Linked DNA regions of Mus musculus: region 1 is linked to region 2. The links are chromatin contacts, called in public Hi-C maps. All regions are on one chromosome and are shown on one strand. Each heading gives the region's core, a stretch centred on a gene start, on an enhancer-like site or on the middle of the called end of the contact. The rest is flanking DNA. Distances are from core to core; before and after follow the strand shown. Region 1 has its middle 29 kb from the start of Emilin3. Region 2 holds the start of Lpin3 (lipin 3).

What was found. A called contact is a pair of places that touch in the nucleus more often than the background predicts.
Region 1: a Hi-C map of muscle stem cells shows a contact between it and region 2, with 3 times the contacts expected there. The contact joins the enhancer-like site here to the promoter of Lpin3 in region 2. A contact is called at or near these places in 1 of 39 promoter capture datasets (macrophages), 1 of 15 datasets of contacts at CTCF or cohesin (the NIH/3T3 cell line), 20 of 484 Hi-C or Micro-C datasets (the C2C12 cell line, the G1E-ER4 cell line, the HL-1 cell line and 13 more), 1 of 115 datasets of contacts at active chromatin or transcription factors (embryonic stem cells) and 1 of 9 other capture datasets (pancreatic islet).

What each region holds. Positions count from the first base shown.
Region 1 is chr2:160,939,645-160,942,677 of GRCm38.p6, reverse strand. No RefSeq gene overlaps it. Among named protein-coding and RNA genes, the nearest start is that of Emilin3, 29 kb to the right of the region's middle. Within about 2 kb of position 1,372, at least 24 of the 459 cell types and tissues checked have an H3K27ac peak or open chromatin away from gene starts, as enhancers often do. A contact at or near this core is called in the C2C12 cell line, Sertoli cells, cerebellum and 2 more, where this site is marked.
Region 2 is chr2:160,886,881-160,890,215 of GRCm38.p6, reverse strand. Lpin3 (lipin 3) reads right to left here and starts at 2,048. Exons shown (of 20, transcript NM_001199118.1): 1 at 1,999-2,048.

The DNA.
Region 1 (3,033 bases), core at 123-2,622, 53 kb before region 2:
ATTTTATGTATGTGAGTACACTGTAGCTGTCTTCAGATACACCACAAGAGGGCATCAGATCTCATTACAGATGATTGTGAGCCATCCCTCCAGCCCCAGTTCCCAACCTTCCTAATGCTGCAAACCCTTTAGTAACAGTTCCACATGTTGTGGCGACCCTTGACCATAAAATTGTTTTTATTGCAACTTCATAACTGCAATCTTGCTCCTATTATGAATCGTAAGGTACTTTTGGAGGTCGAGGTTAGTCAAAGGGGTTGTGACCCACAGGTTGAGAACCGCTGCCCTAGGCACAGCAGTGTTTGTGAACTTGGATGTCTACTTCTCAGGGCTCCTACTACTCAGGATGACACACCTGGATGACGTGGAGGCTTAAGGTGGCAGGAGGTGATGGAGATCAGAAGCTTGGCACGTGGCTACTTAGCTGGTACCTCAGTAGCTGGTGTCTGCCTTACAGGGATGTGAGCTCTGTGCTGGTTCATCCCTCATTCCACAGAGCATGGAAACGCATGGTACCTCAGTAGCTGGTGTCTGCCTTACAGGGATGTGAGCTCTGTGCTGGTCCATCCCTCATTCCACAGAGCATGGAAACGCAGATGTTCCCTTATCCTTGATATTTTAAAATGTATTTTATTTATTCTTTGAGAATGCCCTGCATTTACACGATGTATTTTGTTCATAGTTACCCTCCTACAACCCCTCCAACTTCTCCCAGACTCCTTCCCACACCACATCTTCCTCCCATCTCCGTAGTCTCTTCTGTTAGTCTGCTGGATCCATAAGTGTTTCTAGTGTGTGTGTGGATATGGGGCCATCCATTGGAGTATGGACAACTTCCCAGTAGCCGCATCCCTGAAGAAAACTGATCTTCTGCCCCTCGAAGCTATCAGTAGTGAGTGCCTCTGCTAGGGGTGGGGCTTTGTAAGTGCCTCCCCCAGCCATGAGGAGATTTGCTGTGGAACAGTGTCTTCCTGCCGTGACAAGGCTGTACACATAGGGCCTCACAACGGTTGCCTTCTCAAGCCCCGAACACGCTCGATTCCCTGACTCTTAAGTGTCTGCCATCAGTTATTTTCACACTGAGTTATTTTACTTGAAGCAGACAAGTATCTGGCTGCAGGCTGAGCCTCGCTCACAGAGCTCAGTGTGAGCGATTACAGACCCGTGGGTGCCGACAGGTTCCTGATACAATCCGAAGGTAACAGGAGATACAGAAGCAGATTCCGTGTGGAGGGAGGTGACTCCCATGCCCTGGCTTTAAAAGCAGCAGGCTTATCTGGAGGTTTCAATGCAACACTGAGGCCAGACAAGTAGCTTAAGAAAGTCCCCTGAGTAATGTGTCCTTGGGCCCCTACTCAGGCCCTGTTGGAGTGCCTGTGACTGTAGCAACAACACCCTTCAGATAACCTCGGTTTTCTCCCAGTGTCTCTGGGCTCCCAGACCCTTAATGATTGCCAAAAGTGACACTCTCTATAGCCCCCTGCAGGTCTGAATACTGGGAGCAGTGGCCAGAGGAAAGGGAGAGCAATCCCCAGCATGCCCGTGGTGTGATGGACCAAGACAGCTGGAGCTGCCTAGACACCACTCCCATCATGCCCTTCCCGCCCCCGCTTCAGCTCTGACCCAGGCTTTTCCACTCGATTTCAGACTTTCCAGACAGCAAAGCCCAGATGGCCAAGGAGGGAGGGAGGGAGAAGTAGGAATCCGCAGGGATTGGACACAAGGTCTCAGCATCTTTTGGATCCTATATGTATTTCCAGCATCCAGGAATCCCCTCCTAATCTGGGCCAACTTCCCAGCTCTCATCCCTGGGACCCCAAAAGCCACCCTTCTTACATGGATATGGTAACTCTTATAAATGCTCTCATCCACAGGCCAGTAAAACATGGCCCCTGTTGTCTGAACTACCTACTATTCAGGAAGAATTCTTACACCCTTGGACAATTTTTGCTTGAACCCCTTGGGACTCTGGAATAAAACCCTGTGGGAACACAGAGGAAGACCTTCATCATGGTATAGGCAGGAGCATCACAGACTTTTCTCTGTGCCTCTGTGGGATTGGGAGAAATGACCCCAACACCCCCAGCACTACTTAGGTGCTGGGAAACCCCTGACTTCGCTATTTCAGGGACCTGGGGGGGCTTTTGTTCCCTTCAGACCAGAGGAAGAGGCTCAGAGCCTGCTACTAGAAAGCCACAGGAAACTACCAGCTGCTTACAATTGGGGCTGACTCCAGGATGCTCTCAGCACAGGCTGATGGATGCTGAGATGCCACATGGCCTGGGCCTCTTCTCCTGTGTCTGTTTAATGAAGAAGGCCCCTCCAGCTCCGTTGCCCCACCATGGAACCATGAGTTGCTGTGCTCCCCTTGTTGGGGTAGGAGGTCTCCAGGCTAGGCTCAACCTTAGACTGCAGGGCCCTCTCCCTGGCTGGGGCTCAGCACTGATATTCCCATTCAATCTTGCCTTAGAGCAGGAGTCCTGAGTCTCCCAGGCAGGATCCCTACCTCCCTATTAGTCTGTTCCCCATGAGGCTTTTTTGTAAAAACTTTGGCTGGAGACCAAGGAACTTTTGAAACCTCTATGGGCTAGACCAAGATGTACAGACCTGTCTTCCTCCTAGAGTTGATAGGGACCAGATTGTTCACAAATACTGAGGTGGAAGCTGGAGGTGGAAGAGAGGAAAGGATTGCTTAAAGTGGCCTTGCCTACTGCAGAGGCCCTGGCAGCAGTCTCCCCATCGGAGTGGGTGGGATGTGGGAGAAGTGAAGCCCGGAGCCAGGGAACTCCCATAACACACATGTGACATATATGAAGTCACCCACCCTAACATGTTTAGGTATAGATGTGTTAGATAGATAACAAACCTCAAAACTACATACTAACATGATCGATGTATAGAGAGGGGGGGCACAGGTGACCCAGGCACTACAGCTGCAGAGCCATACGCAAACATGATTTATATCAAGACACAAACACCCCAAAGGGGTATACAAAGGTTCACACTGCAGACAATGCCAAGCCAGGCACAAGA
Region 2 (3,335 bases), core at 799-3,298:
TCAAGCTCAATGACTACAGACTGAGACAGACTGATAGGACAGACACCTATCTGTTGAGCAAACCTCTAGATCAGTGAGTCTAGGAAAAGCAGAGAAGACCCAGGGGTTTCCAGGAACAAAGGAGTAAGCATGGGCGGCCCAGGGTAGGGATGGAACCAAAGCAGCCTCAGACCTGCTGGGAGTGAAAGAACTGTGAAAAAAGGGTGGTGGCAGGCTTGGTTTGCTCTAGCATGACATCTCAACTGCTGTTTGGAACCAGAGCAATGTGTGTGTGTGTGTGTGTGTGTGTGTGTGTGTGTGTGTGTGTGTGTGTGTTGTAAGACCATTTGATACCAGTAGGCTCCCAGCTCCCATCCAAGGCTGTGTCAGCCAAATTGTCTCTAGATGTTAAATGCCTCCTAGGAGTGCTAGGAGTGTAGCCCAATGGGAAAGGACCTGTCTTTCCTATGCAAGGCCCTAGGCTCAATCCACAGCACTGCAAACAAAATCAAATGTCTCCTTGGGAGAAAAACCATCCCCAGTGGAGTGTCACTAACCCAAGCAAAAGGAGCTGGATGGCAGAGGTGGCTACATGGGATGATGTCACCAGAATTATTCGGGTTCATTCACGGGTTCTCAGTTTCCCTTGTAATATAGGCCTTAAGTCAGACTCATCTCACCTAGACTCCCACTCTCTTGGGCTTCGGGTACCTCTAAGTAAAATCCTACCCCTACCCCACAAACACCCCTAAGGAAACCTTTTTGACTTTTTTCTTCCATGACTGTCCTACTGTTTAGGCTAAGTACTAGAGACTCAGATTATTGATGGCAGCAAAGCACTGTGGGTAAGAACACCACAGTGGCTGAGTTCTAATCTATACTTTGCCCCTTCCCAGGGCAAAATGCTTCATTTATCTGAGGTTTTCTTTTTAAGTATTTTTGTTTTAATTTTTTTTCTGTGCATTGGTGCTTTGCCTGCATCTATGTCTATGTGAGGGTGTCAGACCCCAGAACTGGAATTACAGATGTGAGCTGCCATGTGGTTGCTGGGAATTGAACCCGGGTTCTCTAGAAGAGCAACCAGTGCTCTTAACTCTGAGCCATCTCTCCAGTCCCTATTTATCTGAGCCTTCGTTCCAGCTTCTTTAAGTGGAGATAGTATCAGGCAGGGATGAGTACCCGCTGAGATAATTTGGATACAGCCCTGTTGTACAGTAGGTGTTATGCCTGTGTGTGACATCTAGCAGAGACACCAGCATCGTGACTTTTCCACACTCACTCAGGCTGTGGGCTGTGCAGTAGGCCAGTCTCTACTTGCAGTTAACAGTTTAGACACAGTAGGCTGCCACCCAACACCATGACCAGTGGGAACCTCACTATTTACAAAATAGAAAGGTGAACTCCAGGCTTTGTGGAGTACCTTGTTCAAGCCAGGCTAGATATATCCTCAAAGTTCTAGGGCTAGCTTGTCTCTACCACAGGGAAGCCAAACCAAGGTCCTCTGGACTCTTGGGACCCCAGATATTGAGATGGGGGAGTTATGGAGTGGGGATGACTTTCCAACTGCCACCAAAGAGAGTAGGGGTATAAGGAGGGGCCCTTATACCAGGGAAGCGGTCTACCGCTAAGTTACAATTCCCCAGCATTGGGAAACTGCCGCTTCAGTTCCCCTCATTGACAGGCAAGACAGGCCAGACAAGGGCCAGGGACACTCTTTGCAACTGAGGACTCTTATTACCAAGGACACGCCGCCAGTCTTGGGAAGCCTCTCTAAAAGGTTCTGGCATTCCTCTCTAGCTTCCTAGTCCTGGCTATCCAGGGAGCTCGCAGGGGAAGGGGCAGGAAGTGAAGCCAGCCTTCCCCTACTCTTTCCCTAGCTCCCTGTGGTCTCTGTCCCTTGACGTGAAAATGAGATAGAACAGAGTGGAAGAAAAACATATTTTGTTTTCCTATGGGCTAGGTTTCTACGTTGAAACTTCCCTCCCGAGGACCACTGAGACCCAGAAACGCCGCCTCTACCTGTACGCAGAGGTTCCACAGGTAAGGGTCCAGGTCCCGGCACTTCCGCTTTCTCTGAGACCCGGTGAGATCCGGTCTCCACTCCTTCCACCAACCAGGTGCGGCTCTCACTGTTCCCGGTCAGTCCAGGCTCCACCCTTCACTTCGAGAAGACCCCGCCCCCGTCCCGTGGTCCCACTCCAGGGCGCCCTTTTTCCTATGGGGAGCAACAGACTTCGGGGCTCTGACTCGTTCCCAGCCACACCCGTGGCCACACCAGCTGTCACGACAGGAGCACGAAAGACGTACGGACTTTAGAACCGCGTCTACCTACGTCCTGTTCCTTACTACCTGCCTCTGTGACCTTGAGCGAATCTCCCACGGATACCAGAGGAAAGCTACTTGTAAGATTTGACGGAGAACACGAATATCTTTGTCGAGGGCTTGGCGCTTGTATTTCCCATCCCGGGAACAGCGTTTCTTGATCCTCCACACCCCCTTTCTAGCCGAGGTCTAACTACCTATATGCTCACAGTTGGAATGTCTTATTTGCTCAGTTAATGTCAGTCTTGTTTGTTTTTGCATACTGACATCAAAACTCGGTGGTACACGCAAAGAGATCTACCACCGTTACACCACCCAGCTTCAACCGAGCTTGAACGCCTTTAAGAACGGACCACCTTCATACGCTCAGTGCTATTGCAAACCTGCTCAGTCATCTATCAGACACTTTAGCGAGTGGGCAGTGCGCTTAATACTACCACGGGCCAGCAGAGGGCAGATGGTGACCAGTCTTCTCACCCAATCACACTTTCTCACCACCCAACACTCTCAAGAGCAAGACAAGTGAGCAGATTTGTAGGCAATAAACCCAAGGGGCCAGCCAGGAATGACTTTGAATCCCTGACTCAGAGACCTCTCCGACTACCTGTATGGATGATCCCTGCAAACAAGATGTGCTGGAAAACATGAGACGCTGAAGGCGTTTGTTCGAAAAAGCACACACGGTCAGGCTTTGCCTAAAAGATGGCTCATTCAACCCAGCACGGTGGCGCACACCTTTATACCAACACTGGGAGGCAGGGGCAGGCAGATGCCAGAGTTTCAAGGTAAGATGTCCTTCAGAGGTAGTTCTGGGACAGCCAGGGAGACCCATAAAAACCCTGTCTGGAAAAAACAAAACTAACAGACAGACACACAAACAAAAATGGTTCAGCCAGTAAAGGTGCTTGCTTCTGAGTTGAATAACCGTAATCCACACTTACAAGGTATCTCGGGCAGGCTGTGAAGCCATCGTACACGCTGTATACACTCCAAATCAGTGGTTCTCAAACTTCCTAATGCTGTGACCTGATTCA